3 separate regions of the Hordeum vulgare genome follow, and regions 2 and 3 are each linked to region 1. The links are chromatin contacts, called in public Hi-C maps. All regions are on one chromosome and are shown on one strand. Each heading gives the region's core, a stretch centred on a gene start, on an enhancer-like site or on the middle of the called end of the contact. The rest is flanking DNA. Distances are from core to core; before and after follow the strand shown. Region 1 holds the start of LOC123425492 (interferon-related developmental regulator 2-like). Region 2 has its middle 120 kb from the start of LOC123429772. Region 3 holds the start of LOC123429772 (BTB/POZ domain-containing protein At3g49900).

Region 1 (3,665 bases), core at 677-3,176:
GTATAGCAACAATCAATTCAGACCAAAAACAAGGATTGGAATCTTGAATAATCAATCGGGGGGGGGGGAGCCACGGATCAGATGCTTGAAGCACAATCTTAACAAGAAATTCGCCGGGACAAACAAAAACACATCAAGGATTCACCCCAGCCAGTCCCCATCAATTAGCCCATGGAGGCGTAGATCTCAGCCGACCCACGTACCGCATGCGTGTTCATGGCATGGGGCTCGTTCCATCTAATGCCCACCAAGACAACGCGGTGTGCCCAAGCTCATCGCCCATCGACGTGCACATGCCGCCACAAGCGAGGCTCGCCCAGGAACATGCCTGCTTGGATTTAGGACAAAGGGGGCGATTGAAACTCGGACGACGTTTCTAGAGGCCGCAGCCTGGTGCTGGAGGCGGCGACTGAAACTCGGACGGCGTTTCTAGAGGCCGCATCCTGGTGCTGGAGGCGGCGACAGACAGTGTACTCAGAGAGACTCGACGGAGGCTGGGATGCGTGGATGGAGCCAAAGATATTGTACGCGTGTTGGCGGCCATGATGGTGAGGCGGTGGCCATAAGGCACGTAGGAGGCACGAGAGGATAGATTGAAAGAAGGGGGAAGAGAAGGGATGATCAGTGGGCGACGAAACTGCTTCCCTATGACCCGATGGGTTGGAAGCGGGCGGCGTACACGGGAGATCGTGGGCTACCATCACGAGGGTGAGGAGATCCGGAGCTAGAGGTTAGGAGAATACCGGGCTTGGGTGGGTTGCGATAAAAAGATTTGACGAAGCAATCGTGCGAGGGGTCGATAGGTGGGAGGGGAACTCGTGCGAGGGAAAGGGAGGTCGAACCATCACCACAGACGACAGATCCTTTAATAGTAAAGATTTCGTCCAACCTTTACAAATTCAAGGTTTAAAATAACTTTTTCAAAAAAAAAACATCAGACACGATTCAAGACGTACCGCGTGCCGTGCCTGATTCATGACGGGTCGTGTCGGCATGCTCTGGGGGCTGGCCTGTTTGGTCCGGTTTGTTTGACCAGCTCTGGCTCCGACAGAAGCCTCGAGCAGCTGCCGTCGAGCGCGTCGGTCTCCAACGTGGCGGGATCCCACCTTGAGCGGTCCTGCAGGCTGCAGCCTTTGCTGCGAGCGAACGGCAGGTCGGCACCGCGCAGCGAGCGGCGTACACCTCACAGAAGCGGCCCCCGTCCCCGTGTCACCGCAACACATGTCCTCGGATAGCCGACGCGCCGCGGTGGGGGCTCGGCGCCACTCGCGGGTTGCCACGGCGCCACTCGGTTTGAGACTTTGATTGAAGACGTGGGCGCCCGAGGCCCGTTGCCTGCGCGCTCGCCAGAAAGCGCCAGGGGCGAGCTGAACCGTGCGGAGAGAATATCCGGTGAGCAGTTCTGGACTAGCGGCATCTCGCTCATCGCACCCCTGAAAATTCTCATCAGATGCCATGCAAGGGTACGTGCAATTTCTGTAGCTGATCCGGCATAAGTTTGCTTGTTTGTTCGACGGCCAACGATCACGCACGCCTAGCCGGTGAGCCATTTAACACAGAAGGGGTGTGGTTCAACGCTCTATTTTTCTGGGTATCTATTTAAACACGCTATCCCACTTGACTTAGGTATAAAATTAAAAACACGGTAGCGTGACTTATATTGCGAATTAGTGCCAAGTCTTGTATCTTCACACCAACGCTTTTCCGGTCAAAGTGGCCCGACTTTGCTTTACAGTATAGCCTTCATGTCGCCCTCAAGTTATATACTGTGTTTTCGTTTCACGAGGTAAAAAAGTACTACTTGTACTCCTATACAAATACAAAACGAGAAAAAGAAAAGACGGACAAGCAAACGGAGCCGAGGAAGAAAAGCTATCGATCGAAGGTAGTAGTAGTACCGTGCCCTAGTTCCCAACTCGGACGGACCCCGTCTCTCTCTTCCGCCCTCCACCGCTCGTTTATATTTGCCCCGTTCCCCACCCCGCACGGCCGAAGCCGCCTCCCTCCTCCCCGTCCGCCTCCGTCCCTCCACCGCCAAGCCCAAAGAGAGAACCGGAGACCACGGCCCGGCCAGCCCCTCCCCATCCCCGACCCCGCGCCCTCGCTACTACATGGCAGCTCGGCGTCTCCACGGCCAATCCGACTCCGAAACCCTCAAGAACAACCCCTGCTTCTGCTTCTGCTTCTCCGGCCCTTGTCCTCAGCCGCGCGCCGCGCATCTCGATTCCGCCCGCGCCCGCTCCTGATTGGTGCTCCGCGTGCGCCGTGTCCTGACCCCTGACCGACTCCCGCTGCGCGGCTGCTTGCGCGGCGCCGCTGGTTCCTTCTTGCTGCGATTCTCGTCCGTTTCGTGATTCCGGTTTCCTGCTGCCCGGCCGGCCTCGCCATGGGGAAGAGTAAGTCTTTGTTTCGCTGGCTGCTTGTTTTTTTGCTCTCTTTCCTGCTGGGTGGGTTGATTTGGCTTTTGGGGTGCTGATTCTGATTGGTTTTGGGGGGCTTGTCTTATTCTTCTTCTTCAGGTAAGAAGAGCAAGGTCCGCGGCGCCGGAGGGGACGACCTTCTGGACAGCAGCGACGCCGACAGCGTGGGATCGTCGTCCACCGCGCTCTCAGATCTCTCCATCTCGTACGCCACCGAGAACGTCAACTCGCACGAGTTTGTTCTCGACAAGTACATCGACGCTCTCTACGAGAAGAGGTGGGGTTCTCTAGCATTTCTTTATTTATGTCGTCACTGCAGCAGCAGTCTTGTGCTATGCAAAGGAATGTGTCGTTACTGGTGTGGTGTAATAGCATCACAATAGAGTAGAATGATGGTTTCGCAGCTGGTCCTTGTTGGCTGACAAATGTTGATTCTGTGGATAGATTAGGATGATGTTGTTAACATGACATTTGATATACCATGCTACATGGCTTCATGTTGGACTAGACCCTCTCCTTTACCTGTTGGGTTTTGCAAGAACTTAGTAGCTTGGACTATGTCTACAAGAACTTAAGCTATGAAGATTGAAAAAATGCATTATCCTGTAGCTCATGTTATTATTACCTTCTGGGTCATTGTGTTATGTTACAAAGTTATGGCAAGTTCTACTCGGGAAGGCTGTCATAGGTAGCTCGTTTATGAAATTTGACTTCTAATAAGTACTACTCCGTCCCATAATATAAGACATTTTTGCAAGCTAAACTAGCTTGCAAAAACGTCTTACATTATGGTACGGAGGGAGTAATAAATAAGAGTATGCCTGTGTCTACAAAGTTTAACTTATGTTTTGGTTAATCGGACATTCTACCCATTGCATCAGCACTGTTATGTAAAACGTATAAGTAAGCATGTTGGTTTTATTTAGTGTACTCAATGCAGTATTATTTATATTGGAGCAGGGGGTCTACAAGAGAGGCAGCGTTGGCTTCGTTGGTTGATGCTTTCGAAAGTTTTATGCTTGATGGTCTTGTTGAGAACAAGTAAGTTACTACATTCAACTAACCAATCTTAATTGTTGCACGTGGAGTTAGTAGTAAGTAGTAACTTCATGTTAGCGATAGACATACTGGACATTTGCATATTTCATATGAACAAAAACACTCCACATCTCAAGCTCAACATTTTATCACCAACCTTTATCATTTTACATTCTCTGTCATTATGGTGGCTCACCCTTAACTAGA
Region 2 (3,665 bases), core at 659-3,158, 970 kb before region 1:
GGTTCAACGACCCTGGTTCACCCATGATGCCAAGTCACATGACTTAGCTCAAGTATCATATTTCCCATATCATCATATTTTTCACATACTCTCCCACACACACACTTTGTTTATTCGGAAACAACTGGACATAGTTTAAGCAGGATTACCCAACTGTCCTTGACCGTGGACACAGGTATTCGAATAGTTTTACACTCTGCACAGGCTTGCACGTTGTACCCACGAGACTCAGGGAACTATCGTGTCATCCATGACTCGCGGTATACAACATACCCGAGGTAAGCACCCCAACAATGCCTTTCCTCTGGCGACCCTAAACAAAGAGTCCACTCGTTGGTGCCATACCTCATGATGTACATCATACGAGCCTCGCTCTAGATTGTACCATCCATGAGGACACACAACGGTGTGTCCAGTGCGTGTAAAAACAGCTTATGGTCGCCCTACCTCGCACAACTGCGTCTCGAGAGTAGCCACGGCACTCCCACCACTAGTAAAGGGCTCTCTGCAAGCATCGACCAAAGTAATTAACAATGCCCCGTCCCATAATGGGTATTGTGGTCGCACATGTAAGGTTGGGACGGTCGAAAAATCTTAAATCCAATCCCATTTCCGAAATGCACACATAAAACCTTTCTCGGTACACCACTTCTTTCTCAAGTGGTCACTCTTCTCACACCATCTCCCTTAGGCATTAGTGGCACCCGACGGGGTTTTTAAAAAAACGTTTTAAGTCACCTTTCCTTTTACCGCCACCATGCATGCACCCATGCACCCATTCCCATGTGTAGCATTACTAGCAACCTAACTACACGCACCCGCACAACCCTCATAGATGGTTGGGTTATGCCCAAGTGCAAGTGTCAAAAGGAACTACCGGTAACACCTCACCGAGGTAGTTGCCGATCCAAAATAGTCTTATGCATCGGAAATAAATGCTTCATATGACATGCACAAAAGTATTTTCTCATACATGGTCGAGGGCTGCTTGCCTGGTTCAGCAAGGTCTTTGATGTATTCTAACGCTTCTCCTCCCACTTCGAGCACTTAATCTACTCCGTCTACTATCGCGAGAAACAACCATGATAAGCCACACAACAAGCAAAAAAAAAGTTTTCTTTAAATAGATTTTTTATTTTTCTTGGACATCTTTGGTCATAAGAAAAAAACCTAAACCTTGTTCTAAGAGATTCGGATCACTAGAGATTTTTGAACGGAGGAAGTGGAGGCATCACTGGCCCCACAAGAAGTATACAGAAAATATTTTCATAAAAATGAGTGGAGGCACTCATTTAATAGGGCATGAATTTAGAAACATTTAGGAAGTGGTTTCATTGGATTTGGAGTTGGTATGGATTTCCTATGGATTTTGTAACATGAAATAAATGGAAATAGGTGCTATCTATTTGATCCAGGAGACACAATGCCAGAGAAAAATGTTGACTAAAGCTAGAAAAATATAGCATGATATTCTAAGTCTCTGGAAATTGGAATCGCTCCATTTGGAGTTGATTTAGATTTTCTAGGGATTTTGCAAGGTGGGATTTGAAATACTCCAATTTGGATTTGAATATTAACACTACGGAATGGTTCTTTCGAAAAATGTGCAATATACATATCTGGATAGGAAAGGATTTTAGAAGCTCCTAGAAATTTGAATCATCAAATTTGGATGCCATATGAATTTGCTAGGATTTAATTACTCTCTCTAGAAAATAAGAAAAAAGAAAAGCCAATTACCTAGGCGGGCCTAAGACACGCAGTGGGCGCAACTTAGTGTTGCAGCGAACTGGGACGGTCCAGTTGCCCGGGGAAGTGAGCAAAAGGGGCCACGCAGGAGGCACCTTCGGGCTTTACTAATCCTATGCGGGGAGGCGACGAGGAGGGGAACCCGTCTCCACTTATGAGTGGGCCCGACCCGCTGGGTCGCTGGTGCCCGAGCCCCGACGGTCAGAGTCTTCTTCCTCCCCTGCTCGAATGGAGATGGTGCAGGGGAGGCAGAGGTGAGCGGCGCCTGGCGCTTGCCCCGGCGGCACTGGCCTCCTCCGGTGCTAGCCTAGCCATCCTCGGGCGTGGGGGGATGCAGCGCATGCATTCCCACACCCTACGGACGTCGAGGACCACCAGAACAACGCCAGCGACGGCAAGCGGGTGGCAGCGACGACGAACTTGGATAGGGGGGCACAACCAAGGGAAGAGGAGATGGGGCCGAGGGGGAGGAGGGACACGACTCTGAGGGGACTCCAACATGGACTAGAGGGGGAAGGGAGAAACCGCGGCCTCGGATTTGAGCTGCGGTTGGCGGAGAAGCTACGGGCACGGGGATGGACGCAGGGCTCGGGATAGAGAATGGGGAGGTCCGGGAGGCCATTAGGAGGGAGAGGGAGTGAAGTGGCCGAGAGGGGACTCGAGCAGGGCCAAATGGAGGGGGAGCGACGAAGGGGAGCTTGGGTCTGCCTCGGGTGCATTCTGATGCGGCGAGCACACGCGTCAAGTCCACCTTGGAGGCTTGCTGGTGTAGGGGAGATGTGGCAGCTCGAGGGAGGCTCTGTGGCGCATGTGGGCATCTGGCTGCACCCTGCCATGAGCTACGAGACAAGGACAAGGCACACAGCACCGTTAGTGCATGCGAGCAGCATGGTCACCATGCCCACACCTGTCCACAGTAGCCTTTTGGTTTGTCAAAGATGTTTGGCATGCAAGGCATGCGTGCACGAGAGTGATGTAGGAGTTTGGTATCGTATGATACTGCTTAGGCTGGGTTTCATCTCTGGTTAAGTTTGTAGCAACAAACTTGGGCTCTCTCAAAAGTGGTTTTACTGTTGGGCATAGGGGATGAGACCTTGTCTAGGGGGATTAGGTATGGAAAGGCTGCAAGTACACCAAGTTTTAATTCTAGGAGGGTGAGAGTATCTAGCACTTGCAGTTCAAGGCTACAATTTTGCCAAAAATCAAGTTTCGGATGGGCTTCTCATATTTTCACATGAGCATGCCATATCTTTGTTTGAAATACTGCATTAGCATTCTAGAGGTGATCTGGATGGATGTGGGGGGATTGTCTTGAACAAAAATATTGTAAGAGGGTAAAAGAGGTGTTGAGATTGTAAAAAGGAGAGGTAAAGAGAGGAAGTTACCCTCCAATAATTGACCAGGGGCCATGGCAAAGTTACTAGAAGTAAAGGGGGACTAGGAGGGGCTGTGGTAAGAATTTGAGCTAAAAGTGGAAGGGGCAAAGCAGCAAATTTGGTAAGTGAACAGAAGGTGTTTGATGGGTGTTAGGTCAAAATTAAACTTAACATGATCACATGTTAGGTCAAAATGAGCTTGTACACCAAATTTGGGTTTTTGCGGAGAAAGTTTCGAATGTAGACTTGAAAAACACATGAAATGGACAGAAATGGCTTTCTACAGATAAAACCATGCAAATTAATTCCCAATTCTAGAAATCAGCATAGAAGGTTTTGAGGGGTTTTGGACAAGTTCATCCATTTTCCTTGATGCGCCACTTGGTGTGGATTTATTATTGGAGCATCAGAACATGTCCACAAAATTTGAACACAATTGGTGACACATGGCAAAGTAGAGTTGCTCAAATTTGGATATGGACAAATAGTGTTTTTGAATAATTAGGTGAATCAAATCAACATGGATTGAGATGAAACTTG
Region 3 (3,665 bases), core at 593-3,092, 850 kb before region 1:
GCAATGGAATTTATCCCCGTGTATAATTGGTTATCCTGAGTGGGTTTATTTTGATCCATGGATGCAACATAATGTCTCAGATCATGAGATGGTATTACCAAATCACTATACATTTGATTAGCTGCAAAAGAAAAAATTTCTAATTCAAATGGCCAACAAGTACTTATCGTCCTAATCATAAACATAAGTGATATATACTTATAGCCCGTAACACTACAAAATAGCCATGGAGTGTTGACATCGTGCTTAGTACAAACTCAGTGCAAGTTATTGTTTGACACGCTAGCTTCACCAAAAGATAGGGGTTGTGTTCACACCATTGTTTGGCTTGAATGATAACCTTGACCTGCAATGAAAAAGTGTTTAAAATAAAAAGGCTTTATCTCATCGAGGTGAACAATTTTTTTTTAATCACTCAATCCTAAATCGTGTGCAAATGTTACATCCAAAACTGGGTTGTAGAAAAATTAGTTTGGATCCGGAGGGCTGGGCCGGACCCTCTGCACCCGAGAGCCTCCATGGAATCGTCGGACCTTAACAGAAGGTTGGCACATTTTCATGGGGAAAATTGACTTTTGAATATATTTTACAGATTTACGAGCACTAGTGCAATCTCAAGATGACCTCCGATGGAGAAGTGTTGAACATGAAAATTATTCACCTCTTGGAGAAGAACAAGTCTGCTTTTTGCACCATCGTGATCTGACAACATATGCGCCCTGCAAAATTGGAACAAGAGGGTTACTCTATCCATTTTGCATCCCTGAGCCTTCGGGTTTAGTCCGGAGCTCACGGAAAAGGGGTTTTCCCCACTTTATATTACAAAGCAACCAACCGAGACATTCATTGATAGGTGCTAGGGCGGAAGGAGCATAGTCACACCCAAAATAATTGAAAAAGGAAATACAAAATAAACAAATGCCGAAACTGACACTTCGACAAAAACGAAGAAGCCTCGCGACCGCTGCGCCCACCAAGGATCTTCCACCAAGCTCCACGACTCCGAAGCGCCGGTACCAATCAACACATCCAAAAAGGACTGCGACGATGACGACGTTGCTACCAAGGGTTTCCCCCAATACACGACGAGGCGCGAGGAAGGGTAGACCTGACGCCCTCCAGAAAGGTTCGGCGGCACCCAAAGACGCCACCGCGTCGGTATCGGTCGGCCGACAGGAGTTTTCTTTTACATTTTCTTCTTTACCTTGGTTTTTACCTTCCTCATTCTTGGTTGTTCTTCGGGGTTGACGACAGTGATGCGGGAGTCCCTAGAGTTTCTGGCCAGTTGATGTCTTCGTGCATTCAAAGTTAGATTCGTCTTGAGCCTCTGTTATGAAAAAACAAAAAAAAAAGAGGCCCAAGAGATGACCAGGTCAGCTTAGAGCATCCCATAACTGTCGTGCACCTTGACGGCGTCCTTTCCAGACATGTGGGTATTCGGATCTTCAAAAGACCTTGTTGGCGTGTCCTGTGTATTGTGCTCCCGACAAGACTCCTCCAACAACATATCGTGTATATCGTGATCGGTGTCAGGTGTACACGATGACGCGTTCGTGTGCGAACAGTAACACTCTTGATAAGGGTAACTTAATTTTTACACGAAAATTTTGAAGCTACCGGTCGGTCGAGCCATGGTTGGCCCCTTATTCGTTGGTGTCTTCGTGGCGGGCGACAAGTTGGGCCATCCATTGCACCATCGGACGGCCCGAGACCCGTGTCGGCAACCACTTCAGTTAATCTCAGGCTTCACACAAATGGACTGGGCTGCATCCACGACCACGATCGACCCCCTTACCCCCACGGAGGACGAAAACAAAACAAAACAAAACAAACACGAGCAGGAGCAGTGGTGCAGACCGAAGGACAGCGCTCGATCGGGGACGCGGGGGGTGCCACCGCATTTACCAGCCACATGCACGCATTCATTGCCATCCCGATTCAACACCCGGCTCCCTAATGGCATCGCCCGGTACTAGGACTACAAGAGCCGCAGCGGCAGCCGTCGCTCCTCCTCCACAGGGACAGGGGTCGTAGTAGCGGTAGATAGGACAAGAAGTCGGAGATCGAGAAGGAGTAGGATCCAACAGGCATGGAGATGGGCAGGAGTTGGCAAGAGCTCGGCGTCGTCGACACCATCTACGAGGACGACCAAGAGGAGGAAGACGAGGAGGAGGAGGAGGAGGAAACGGAGGACTGCTTCAACTCGCCCACCATGTCCTCCTCGGCGCCCACGTCGGCGTCGTGCTCGCCCGCGGCTCCGTCCGCCTCCTCCCTCCCGCCGGCGCTCAGGAACGCGGTGCAAGGATGGTATGTGTGTCAGTCAATGTCACAGTTCAGTTCGTTGTGATCTGTCCTTGAATCCTAGGACGTACGCGGTGTTTAGAATTCGGCATCATCTGACTGACTGGAGATCGGTTTCTTGCCTCCGTGTTTCAATTAGGTCGCGGGAGAATGGATTGCGCAAGCCGGACGTGATCGTGCGTGTCCAAGAACACTGCTTCCATCTGCACAGGGTAAGACATACCAACATTGGCCTGTCCATTTCCTTCTTTTCTTGAACGATCCAACACTTCAGAGAGAAATTCACCACCCCAGTTAAAAATCGACGGCAGTGATGATGAATTACTTCTTTCTTCTTCGAAACTGCCATATTAGTCGATTTTTACCACATGCCAAGCGTTTCCTTGGGATCTCCTATGGCATCTAGACCTGAGCAAAACGGAACCGACTTCTCCTAGTCTCCTGCACTAGTAACTCCTGCCAATTTTCTTTTAACCAATAGGGAAAAATAATGTATAGACCGTGCTGCAGCTGCATGTTTTCCGTTAGTAGGAATTTTTTTAATTTATGGCAAATCAATACGAACCCTGCTGGATACGTGCGCAGCGCAGAGATGATAGCGCAGTCCACGCCCACGTCGTCAGACGTTTCTTGTGACGGTCTAAGGAACGAGGAGTAACTGACAAAATAGTTACCGCGTACTCCTGGCAGTGCCCATAGCAGGTTCACCATGGGACTTTCAAAAAGATAACAATGCGGGATTGCGGGTAACTTGGCTCTTAGTTTCAACCTTGCACTGAGAATTCTTTGGGCGTACCCTTCTCCCTGTTAGGTGTCGGCCAATACTATCACTGTAGCACCACACTGAACAATGGGATCCACATAAGATGCTCATTTGGATTATGGGATTCTTCCCCGAATTCGCGTAAAATTCCTGCAGGAAACAGTTCAGTAACCTCTGGATTAGCTTAAATTTTCGTCATGGCAAAAAGTGCCCCAAGTAGACAAATGCCAGAGCCTCTGCCCCCACGATCAACAGCTACCAATGGCGTTCTAACAGGCAATAATTGATGGACGATTCTGTACCACATTTACTCCATTGCCTTGATTAGCGCACTGGCATGCGTGCAGCAGGAGCGATCGTAAACTTCCAGTAACCTCTGTCGCAGGAGTTACTGGCGCCTTCAGAAAAGTTTACTGCCTGCCATCCTGGCTTTACATGCACATTGACCGTAGCATATTTGTTCCTGCTCCTGCATCATCTCTTTCACCTGCTGTGCTCTGTGTTGGTTTTAACTGAACTTTGACATGGTAAGGAGTGTTGCAATAAGAGGTCGAGGAGATCTCACGTAAAAATGGTGAATACGTGTAGCGATTAGGCTTTT

The links. Hi-C and Micro-C count contacts between places; a contact is called where the count stands out from the background.
Region 2: a contact with region 1 is called in a Hi-C map of seedling, with 4 times the contacts expected there. The contact joins the enhancer-like site here to the promoter of LOC123425492 in region 1. A contact is called at or near these places in 1 of 6 Hi-C or Micro-C datasets (seedling) and 1 of 1 datasets of contacts at active chromatin or transcription factors (embryo).
Region 3: a contact with region 1 is called in a Hi-C map of seedling, with 6 times the contacts expected there. The contact joins the promoter of LOC123429772 here to the promoter of LOC123425492 in region 1. A contact is called at or near these places in 3 of 6 Hi-C or Micro-C datasets (leaf and seedling) and 1 of 1 datasets of contacts at active chromatin or transcription factors (embryo).

What each region holds. Positions count from the first base shown.
Region 1 is chr2H:125,380,886-125,384,550 of MorexV3_pseudomolecules_assembly, reverse strand. It overlaps LOC123425492 (interferon-related developmental regulator 2-like), which reads left to right and starts at 1,926. Exons shown (of 13, transcript XM_045109190.1): 1 at 1,926-2,396; 2 at 2,520-2,697; 3 at 3,381-3,461. The coding sequence starts at 2,387. It also overlaps the pseudogene LOC123425827.
Region 2 is chr2H:126,350,809-126,354,473 of MorexV3_pseudomolecules_assembly, reverse strand. It overlaps the pseudogene LOC123429773. Among protein-coding and RNA genes, the nearest start is that of LOC123429772, 120 kb to the right of the region's middle. Within about 2 kb of position 1,908, at least 3 of the 3 cell types and tissues checked have open chromatin away from gene starts, as enhancers often do. A contact at or near this core is called in seedling, where this site is marked.
Region 3 is chr2H:126,229,483-126,233,147 of MorexV3_pseudomolecules_assembly, reverse strand. LOC123429772 (BTB/POZ domain-containing protein At3g49900) reads left to right here and starts at 1,842. Exons shown (of 4, transcript XM_045113770.1): 1 at 1,842-2,307; 2 at 2,441-2,513. The coding sequence starts at 2,090.